Regions from separate parts of the Mus musculus genome. Here region 1 is linked to region 2. The links are chromatin contacts, called in public HiChIP or PLAC-seq maps. All regions are on one chromosome and are shown on one strand. The core of a region is the stretch at or near the end of the contact, and the rest is flanking DNA. Distances in the headings are between cores, read along the strand shown. Region 1 overlaps Gm51701 (a long non-coding RNA gene). Region 2 holds the start of Fyco1 (FYVE and coiled-coil domain containing 1).

What was found. HiChIP or PLAC-seq counts read pairs in DNA pulled down with a chosen protein or histone mark.
Region 1: an H3K27ac HiChIP or PLAC-seq map of microglia shows a contact between it and region 2, with 5 times the contacts expected there. The contact joins the enhancer-like site here to the promoter of Fyco1 in region 2. A contact is called at or near these places in 1 of 15 datasets of contacts at CTCF or cohesin (CD8 T cells), 2 of 484 Hi-C or Micro-C datasets (bone marrow-derived macrophages and embryonic stem cells), 15 of 115 datasets of contacts at active chromatin or transcription factors (the 230-238 cell line, CD8 T cells, the SCID.adh cell line and 8 more) and 3 of 9 other capture datasets (adipose tissue, liver and pancreatic islet).

What each region holds. Positions count from the first base shown.
Region 1 is chr9:123,925,885-123,930,040 of GRCm38.p6, reverse strand. It overlaps Gm51701 (a long non-coding RNA gene), which reads right to left. Exons shown (of 2, transcript XR_003948284.1): 2 at 1,335-3,294. Among named protein-coding and RNA genes, the nearest start is that of Gm51701, 2.8 kb to the right of the region's middle. Within about 2 kb of position 1,805, at least 175 of the 459 cell types and tissues checked have an H3K27ac peak or open chromatin away from gene starts, as enhancers often do. A contact at or near this core is called in the 230-238 cell line, CD8 T cells, the SCID.adh cell line and 9 more, where this site is marked.
Region 2 is chr9:123,849,588-123,853,557 of GRCm38.p6, reverse strand. It overlaps Fyco1 (FYVE and coiled-coil domain containing 1), which reads left to right and starts at 1,659. Exons shown (of 18, transcript NM_001110253.2): 1 at 1,659-1,777. Xcr1 (chemokine (C motif) receptor 1) reads left to right here. Exons shown (of 2, transcript NM_011798.4): 2 at 1-1,243. Gm51700 (a long non-coding RNA gene) reads right to left here. Exons shown (of 2, transcript XR_003948283.1): 1 at 2,557-3,970; 2 at 1,595-2,327.

The DNA of each region.
Region 1 (4,156 bases), core at 556-3,055, 76 kb before region 2:
TGTTACCGTGTAAGAAAACCCACAGATGGATGAACTTGGCAGGAGCATACTTGTGCAGGGAGATGGTAAGGCTTTTGCCAGGAAGAGAGAAAGAGAAAGAGAGAAAGAGAGAGAGAGAGAGAGAGAGAAAGAAAGAAAGAAGGAAGGAAGGAAGGAAAGAAAGGGCAGGAAGGGAAGAAAAGGAAAGGGGACGCAAGGACAGAAAAGAGGGGGAAATCCCACAGGTGAACAGCCCAGCTTTCCTGAATCCTATTCTATAAAACCATAATTAGAATAGAATGGGTGCTATTATATCTATTATGTGGAGTAATTTACTACACAGCTGGGATAATCAGTACATTACTATAGAGGAGTATGCAAAAATTAACCAGGAAAAACTCAAAATCAAATTTTATGCATATTCTAGCCTGATATACATAGTAAGTTCCAGATGTCCAGGGCTACAAAAAAGAAACCCCATTTTCTATTTTTAAAAAGTACTTTATCATTACAAAAACATCAAAAATTCATAAAACTTCCTCTGTGTGACTATTTTAAGGAATCAATACAAGATTTGAGAAATTACATGGAGTCTTGCAAAGTCTTGATAATGGAACCTGTTGACAGTCACAAAGTGCACTCAATCCCTTTGGAGTCTCGGAGCTCCGTGCTAATACGTGTCAGTCTCCGTCTTGGACCACACCTTCTAGAATGCCTGAAATTTAGAGAGAACACTAACGAATTATCAAAACCAGCCTTTGGTGTGCACTCAAGTGCGATGGAAAGATTTCCTAAGTCATCGTAATTTGTTCACATGGAAACAGCAGAGAAAGCTAGAAGACACTAGCTTCGAAACTTCTTAGTTGTCTGTCCCTGAGCCCTTTGTGGTACTTCCTCCTCAGAGCCCAGCTCCAGCAGTCCCCTTAGCGGCTGTTTTTAGCAACCACACCCTCTGACTGTGGGTTTGCTCTGCAGTGGCTTTAAGGTTTGAATACGAAATGCCTTCCACAAACAGACACTACAGAATCTTAGGTGTCGAGACAATGGGCATTTGAGAAGGAATTGGAACCTTCAGATCCTGGACTCCTTCCTTGGTAGATTCGTAATATGAGAGCATTCTTAGGAGACAGCCAAAACAGGAAGTGGGATCCAGATAAGAGAAGCAGGTCGTTTAGGGTGTGCCCCTGAAGGATGTATCTTTTACCCCTTCCCCTTTGTGTCCTTCCTGTCTCCTTCTTTGACTTCTGGCCACTATGGGGTGAACAGTATCTGCCGTATACTCCTGCCACCACGGTGTTCCACCTCACTGAAGATCTAGAAACACGGCAAAGGGTCAGGAACTAAGCATCTGAAACTGTGACCCAAAACAAATTCTCTCTTTAATTTGTTCCTCTCAGAACACATTTCACTATGTGTCATAGTGGGGGGAGGGGGGAGTCTAACACAGAGTATGTACACAAAGCCTCACAATGGGACTGTTGATGTAATTCGGTTGGTAGAGTGCTTGTCTATTACCAGCAGAGCCCCGAGTTCCATCCTCAGCACTGCACAAACCAAATGTGGTTTAGTTCCAGCACTCAGGGAGCAGTAGCGGTTTGAAGCCAGCCTAGGACACCCTGTCTCAAAACAAACAAATGAAAAACATTGGGATTCAATGAACAGAACTGATATTAGTCCACTGTGTTCATAGCGTTCATGATGGTCCACGGTAGCTTAGACTTCCTGGTAGTCATTTCCTTGAGTCAGGCTGACCTTAGAGTATAGAAAGAAGTTTACTGTCTTGCTGTCACGCATTGCTGTTGCTTGCGGTCATGTCACAGGACTCTGAGGCAGTAGTGGAGAGACTCGTGAGATGAGGAAGTGAGGTCTCTGCGAGCAGCCGGAGGCATGAACACCTGAAAGCAATTAAGCCCCACCTCCAGCCAAATCTCCTAATGACGGAGTAGACGTTCTCCCTCGTCCGAGAGAGACTGTAGTGAAACGACCCCACTAAGATGTCTCAAATTCCCAACACACAAGACTGTATGACACAATACATGCTTCCTGTTTAAGTCCTGATGTCCCATGGTGATTTTTACTATTTATATGTAATATGCTCATCATGCAAATGAAAAGTAAGCTCAGAGACAGCAACAGAGGACGCACAGTGGGACCCCAGAGCAAAGGCTGATCGTTCACCAGTTCTTCAATTGACTGCAGATGAGAGAGGTCAGGTTGGGGGACACTGAAGCCATTCCCAAGCAAGATGGATGGGCCACCAGCTCAGCTCCTCTCACTGGCAATCTCTGAGAACAGAAGTGACCCAGATTCTGTTTTCCCTTGCTTGGGGAAACATCTGCCTCCACATGCACGGTTCTCTCCACCTAAACAAAATAATTGACTCAAGTCCCTGTGCCACTGGACCTCCACTGGCGCCACACGTGAAATGACCACTGACTCTCACAGCTACAGTGCTGCCAGCTGTGCCCAACGAGGGCTGTGGGGCCGGCCTCGCACCGAGGATCACTGCCTACAACTCTGACCTTGCCTCACAGGTCCCCCGTTGTTGATTCGCGAGGTTACTCTTGAATAGGTGCTAAGGGAGCTTTTGAAATGCACACGATATCCAGTTACTCACTGGTCATATGAATGTCAATCACCCCTGCACAGGCGGGGCTACAGGCTATTTGAGCTCTCGGGAGGAAGCAGAATGTGATGGCTACTGAGTAACAACCAGCCAGTCCTACTGGTTCTGTCTTTTCATCCTTGAACACATTCCGTTAAGAGTCACTATAATCCCCAGGCACAAGTGAATTGAGCGAGTCAAAGGGTTTTAGAAAAGAAAGCCACATCGCCGGGGCGTGGTGACGCACGCCTTTGGTCCCAGCACCCAGGCAGAGGCAGGCGGATTTCTGAGTTCGAGGCCAGCCTGGTCTACAGAGTGAGTTCCAGGACAGCCAGGACTACACAGAGAAACCCTGTCTCGAAAAACAAAAAACAAACAAACAAAAAAAGGAAGCCAAAAGTTCTAAGTAGCCCACTGCCAGTCTTCAAGGTCAAGAGAGACCTGGGATGGTGAACCTTGCTGATCAAGTGAAATAATATAAGCCCGGAGCCTTCTGTGGAACCCGAGAATTCCAGCACCAAAGAGGAAGAAATGACACGCAAGGTGTCAGTAAAGAAAACTCCAGAGCCCATTGTGGGTTAAGTGGGGTTGTGTTGCTGGCCGGTCTCCACCACAGTCTCCTCTCCACCTGCTCCTCTTCAAACGGATGCCTTGGATCCTTGATGGTCTTCAGAGTTACTTTGGGGTTTGACACTGGGAAGAGCCACTATCTGATAGAAATATTAAATCAGTCACATATGTACTTTTAAATCCTTTTCTAGACACACTGTCGTTAAACATCTAAAATAGATAAAGGGTGTAACTCGATGGTAGAGTATTTGCAAGTATACGCAAGGCCCAGGGTTCAATCTCTGAGCGATGAGGGGAGGGGAGTCGATGTGGGGAATAAGTTAAATTAATGCTATATTTAACATACCTAACATATGTTAACATGTAACTAGTTTATTATATAGACTAAAAGGACGGTCTGCATTTTTATTCTACTATCTTCAAAACCTGGTGTGTAGTTTGTACTTAAACACACTGTAGTTAAGATCAACCGACTAACAAGGTACAACAACTCTCAGAGCTGTGTGCCTGACATGCGAAAAGGAAGGAATTGTCCTTTAAAAAAGCGACAGTCTCCCTCTGGTGGGAAAAACGGAAATTGCAGGAATAAACAAAAGACTCCAAAGAGCAAAAACAGCTGTGACACCCACACTGGGCCGCCTGCCCTGGTGTTGTGTTTGCATTTTATTTATTTTATTATTTTATTCACACACACTCACTCATGGTCATCCCCCTGCCTCAGAAAATCACTCACAGTCATTCCCCTGCCTCAGAAATTCACTCACAGTCATCCCCCTGCCTCACACACACAATCAGTGCCATCCACCTGCCTCACACACTCACTCAGGGTCATCCCCCTGCCTCAGAAACACACTAACAGTCATCCCCCTGCCTCAGAAACTCACTCACAGTTAAACCCCTGCCTCATACATTCACTCAGCTTCATCCCCTGCCTCATTTTCATGCCCCTGCCTCTCGCATTCAATCAGCATCATTCCCCTGCCTCAGAGACTCAAACACAGT
Region 2 (3,970 bases), core at 410-2,909:
TTAAATAACCCATGATTGCTTGAGACCTGTCTTCCTCTTCTCTGTAAATTTATTTGGGATCTAAGTTTCAAACAAGGGTGTTTGAAATCCCTTTTGTGGGAACAGGACTGAGGATGGGCATTTAGAGGCGACAGAGTCACGTGACAACTCCTGGTAAATAAAGCTCCAGAGATCAGTATCAGTGTGCAGATCTGCATTTATTGCCAAGCACATAAGCTTATATACAGTATTTGAGCCAATCCCAAGCCCCTAAATCCTTGGCCAAGCATAACTTACTACATCTCACCATATCCCAATAAAAGCTGTGACTGATGAGGTAACTCAGAGAGAAGGGGTGTGGCGAGCATTGTCACCTGTAGGGACTTTTGTGAAGACTCAGAAGCAGCCACTGTCTTGACCTTAGTTCCTTTTTGCTGTCTCACTGGTGTCCCGGGAGCCATCTTAGATCTGACACCATGTACAGCAGATCAGGACTCTGTGGCACAGTGCTCTCCACCCCACATATTCCTTCACAAGGTTGTCTTCCACATGCCTCACACTCTCAATCTTAACATCCCAAAGCTGTTCAGGCTGTAGTCAGAGCAAGTTTTTCTTAGTTCACTCTATTGATAAATCTTTATTTCTGATGTCATTTCCTCCCACTTCTTCCCTTTTTTTTGTTTTCCTTTGTTAACAGAAAGGGGAATCATTTCTCTTCGTGAGGTTTTTTTTATCCTCATCCACAAACTGACAACTCCATCAAGTTAATATGTTGTCTCATATACCTCCAGTATAAAATATGAAATTAACTTAAAAGATTTCTTTTCCTTCCTGTATGAATTTATCCTGAGAACCTGGAATGCTGAAGTCTGGCAGATGCCACTATTAGCTAAGTCCTGTAAGGTACACAAGCATTTCTAGCTAACATGATGAAAATAAGGCAGTGTGAGGAGCCAGCCAGAGCTAAGAAGCGAACCTAATCATGGGCTGACATTCCTATGTACTGTCCCCTGTCTTTAGCATGTTCATCCATACTGGACTTGGAATGCAGTGTTCTATTGCACCAGGCTTCAGGGTGCTTTGCAACTCAGCAACAAGCAAACACGGGACTGAGGAAGCTAAGCATGGTAGTTCTTTAGCACATATTTTCAAACACTGTTTTTTAAGTGTCTGTTAATGAGGGGGAAACAAAAACTGAGAACTTAGGTCCAGCAGTACATACTAAGTTCATTTTTTTTTAGCTTCATAAATAAAACGTAATAGTACAAAAATACTAATGAGATTATTCTCAGATTGTTTGGGGGGTTTCGGAATCGGGCACATTATTTTATATTTACAGCTCATGCACAGTTCAAAGCCAATCGGTCACAATGCATGAGCTTAACAACAGTAAACAGCACTCGTTCAGGATTCTACACACGACTTCCGGGTATCCGAAGCTTGTTCGAGTTTCAGGAAGTGACGTCTGCCGTGAGACATGCCGGGAGTCGTAGTTAGCGTCCACCGTCCAGTTGCACCCGATGGGAGTTGTAGGCCATCCGTGAAGCATGCCGGGAGTTGTAGGCCATCCGTGAAGCATGCCGGGAGTTGTAGGCCATCCGTGAAGCATGCCGGGAGTTGTAGGCCATCCGTGAAGCATGCCGGGAGTTGTAGGCCATCCGTGAGGCATGCCGGGAGTTGTAGTCCGCGCGCGCTCTGGGGCTACTGGGCGCTTCATGGCAGTCGGCTCTGTGCTCGCCTACTCTTCCGCTCGGCCCTAGAAAGTTTCGTTTCTGCCCAGCGGAGGACCCACGAGCGTGTAAGTGCCGCAGGCGCCCGGACAGGCATCGGGGACACTGGGGCCTTTCTGGACGTCGGCGCGGAAGCTTCGTGGGGGCGTGGGTCGTCCCCTCCCACACAGGGCGCCTCGGGAGAACCCTCTCTCCAGAGAGGTTAGCTCCAATACGCAGGCTGTCTGCGGGGTCGTAGAAAGACCCTCAACACTGTTCCAAGATCGGAGCCGGCAGAAGGGGGCCGCCCTGTGAGGCGGAGCTTCGGCAGCTCTCCCCGAACCCCTGGCACAGCAGCCAAACCCCGAAGTTCTCGCGGGCACTGGGACTTGATCCCCAGAAAGCCAAACCCTCCTCTCTGCAGGACTCCTGACGCCCCTTCGGTCCAGGAGACACAGTTTGTTCCTTTTGTATCTTCGCTGACCTGACCCGCTGCCCTTATGCTCAGATAGTTCAAGGGGGCTCTGCGGTCAAGTTTCTGGAAACACCTGTAGGACGACTGAATGTATCTGGTGTGGTAGCTTGTCCTGTTGGCACCCAGGCTTGGGCTGCGGATGGGGGGCAGGGCGGAGCGACATCCTATTTGCATAAAAGAAGAGAACATGTAGTTGACACTTAAGCCAAGTCAAGTAGCTTCCTATTAATGCTATGATTCTCTGTGTCACTCTGCAAAGTTCCCACGGCTGGGCTGTCTCCTGCAGAAAAAACAGCACTTGTTTCTTTCTGTCCCTATGATTGTTTGACTTAACACAGGTGGTTTCCTTTCCAGACAGAAATGGGGCAGAGGCTCAGGACTTAATCTACTTACAGCCTCTCTCAGCAATGGTGGTCTGAAGCAGGTTAATTCCTCTGCCATCTGCTTGCTGCTGTTGCTGGGTTGGGGGAAGGGAGCTGTGGGTTTCTACTTTTAGTTTTGCAACCTCCTGGCTGCCCCGACACTCTCGGTCTATGACAACCAGTTCTGCTGTGTTGAAATGCAGAATACTGATTATGGGCCAGGATTGTTATCCTGGAAATCAGCCCAGGGCTGACTGTCAGCCTCCTTTACCTAAAAGGATCTGAAAAAAACAAAAACAAAAACAAAAAAAACTATAGCTTTAGGAGACAGAATTTATCTGTTTGTTTAATGTTCATATTTGTGTATCACTTCTTGAAAATTGTTTATTTTATTAAGAAAATAGATAACGTATACAGAGTCCTGCAGTACCGTGTGTGTGTGTGTGTGTGTGTGTGTGTGTGTGTGTTCTTAATATTTTACTTTATTTTTGTAATTGGTTTAGAACTTGGAAATGGTCTCAGGTTCCTTTGCCCCTTAGCCAGCATGGCTAAGTGCCAAGTGTTTAGCCCAGTCCTTTGAAGTGAGATAAAAGACACCACTTGTAATAGCAAAATCATCAATAACAAACATCTGGTGGTCTTGTTTTATGTTAGTCCTTGAGGCTGGAGGCCTGCTGCCTCCAGAACACAGAGTACTCAAGAAGTGTCAGTCCTTAGTCCTAGCTTCCCTTTGCAGGGAATGGTTAGCTGACAGGTCACCTCTGATTTCTGGAGATTCCAAAAACAAGATAAAACTCAAGACTGGTGTAGCAGTGTGAGCTAGAGGAAGTGTGTTGACTACCTATGATCTCATGCCAGGAACCACTGGGAACCCAAGAGTTAGAGGCCACATTCACTACAAGCATCTCCCAGGCAGCAGAAAGGGTTATAACTAAGGTTTTTAACCTTAGAGGTACCTGTAAGCAGAGGCCAGTTGTTTGTGACCATGTTGACATCTGAGTGACTTTGTGTTCCTGCTTCTCTCTAACAGCATTTGAACCTTAATTTGAAGTTATTGTGGGGTAGAAACTGGGGTGTTTCTGTGAGCTTAGACATGGAAAAACACTGCTTTCTAGTTACTTTTTGATGTATCACTAAAATTAACTGAAGTGTCTGTACCATCCTAGGAGCATAGCTCTGACCATGCACAGTTGGGCAAGAGGAATATTATCATCCACTTTCTGACATTGGAGCCATTTAACTAGCCTAGTTATAGTGGCCACCAACGGTCCTTGTTGTTCATAAGACTCTGGCATTTGAACAGCAATAAAGGCCCATTTTCCTTTGGTCCAGGTTTCAGTGTCAAGAAGAGGATATTTGCACATTATGGTTTAGTAGAAAGGTGTAGGAGAATCTGTGGTTTTTGAAGACTATGCTGTGGCCTGGTAATTGGTTACAGTACTTAT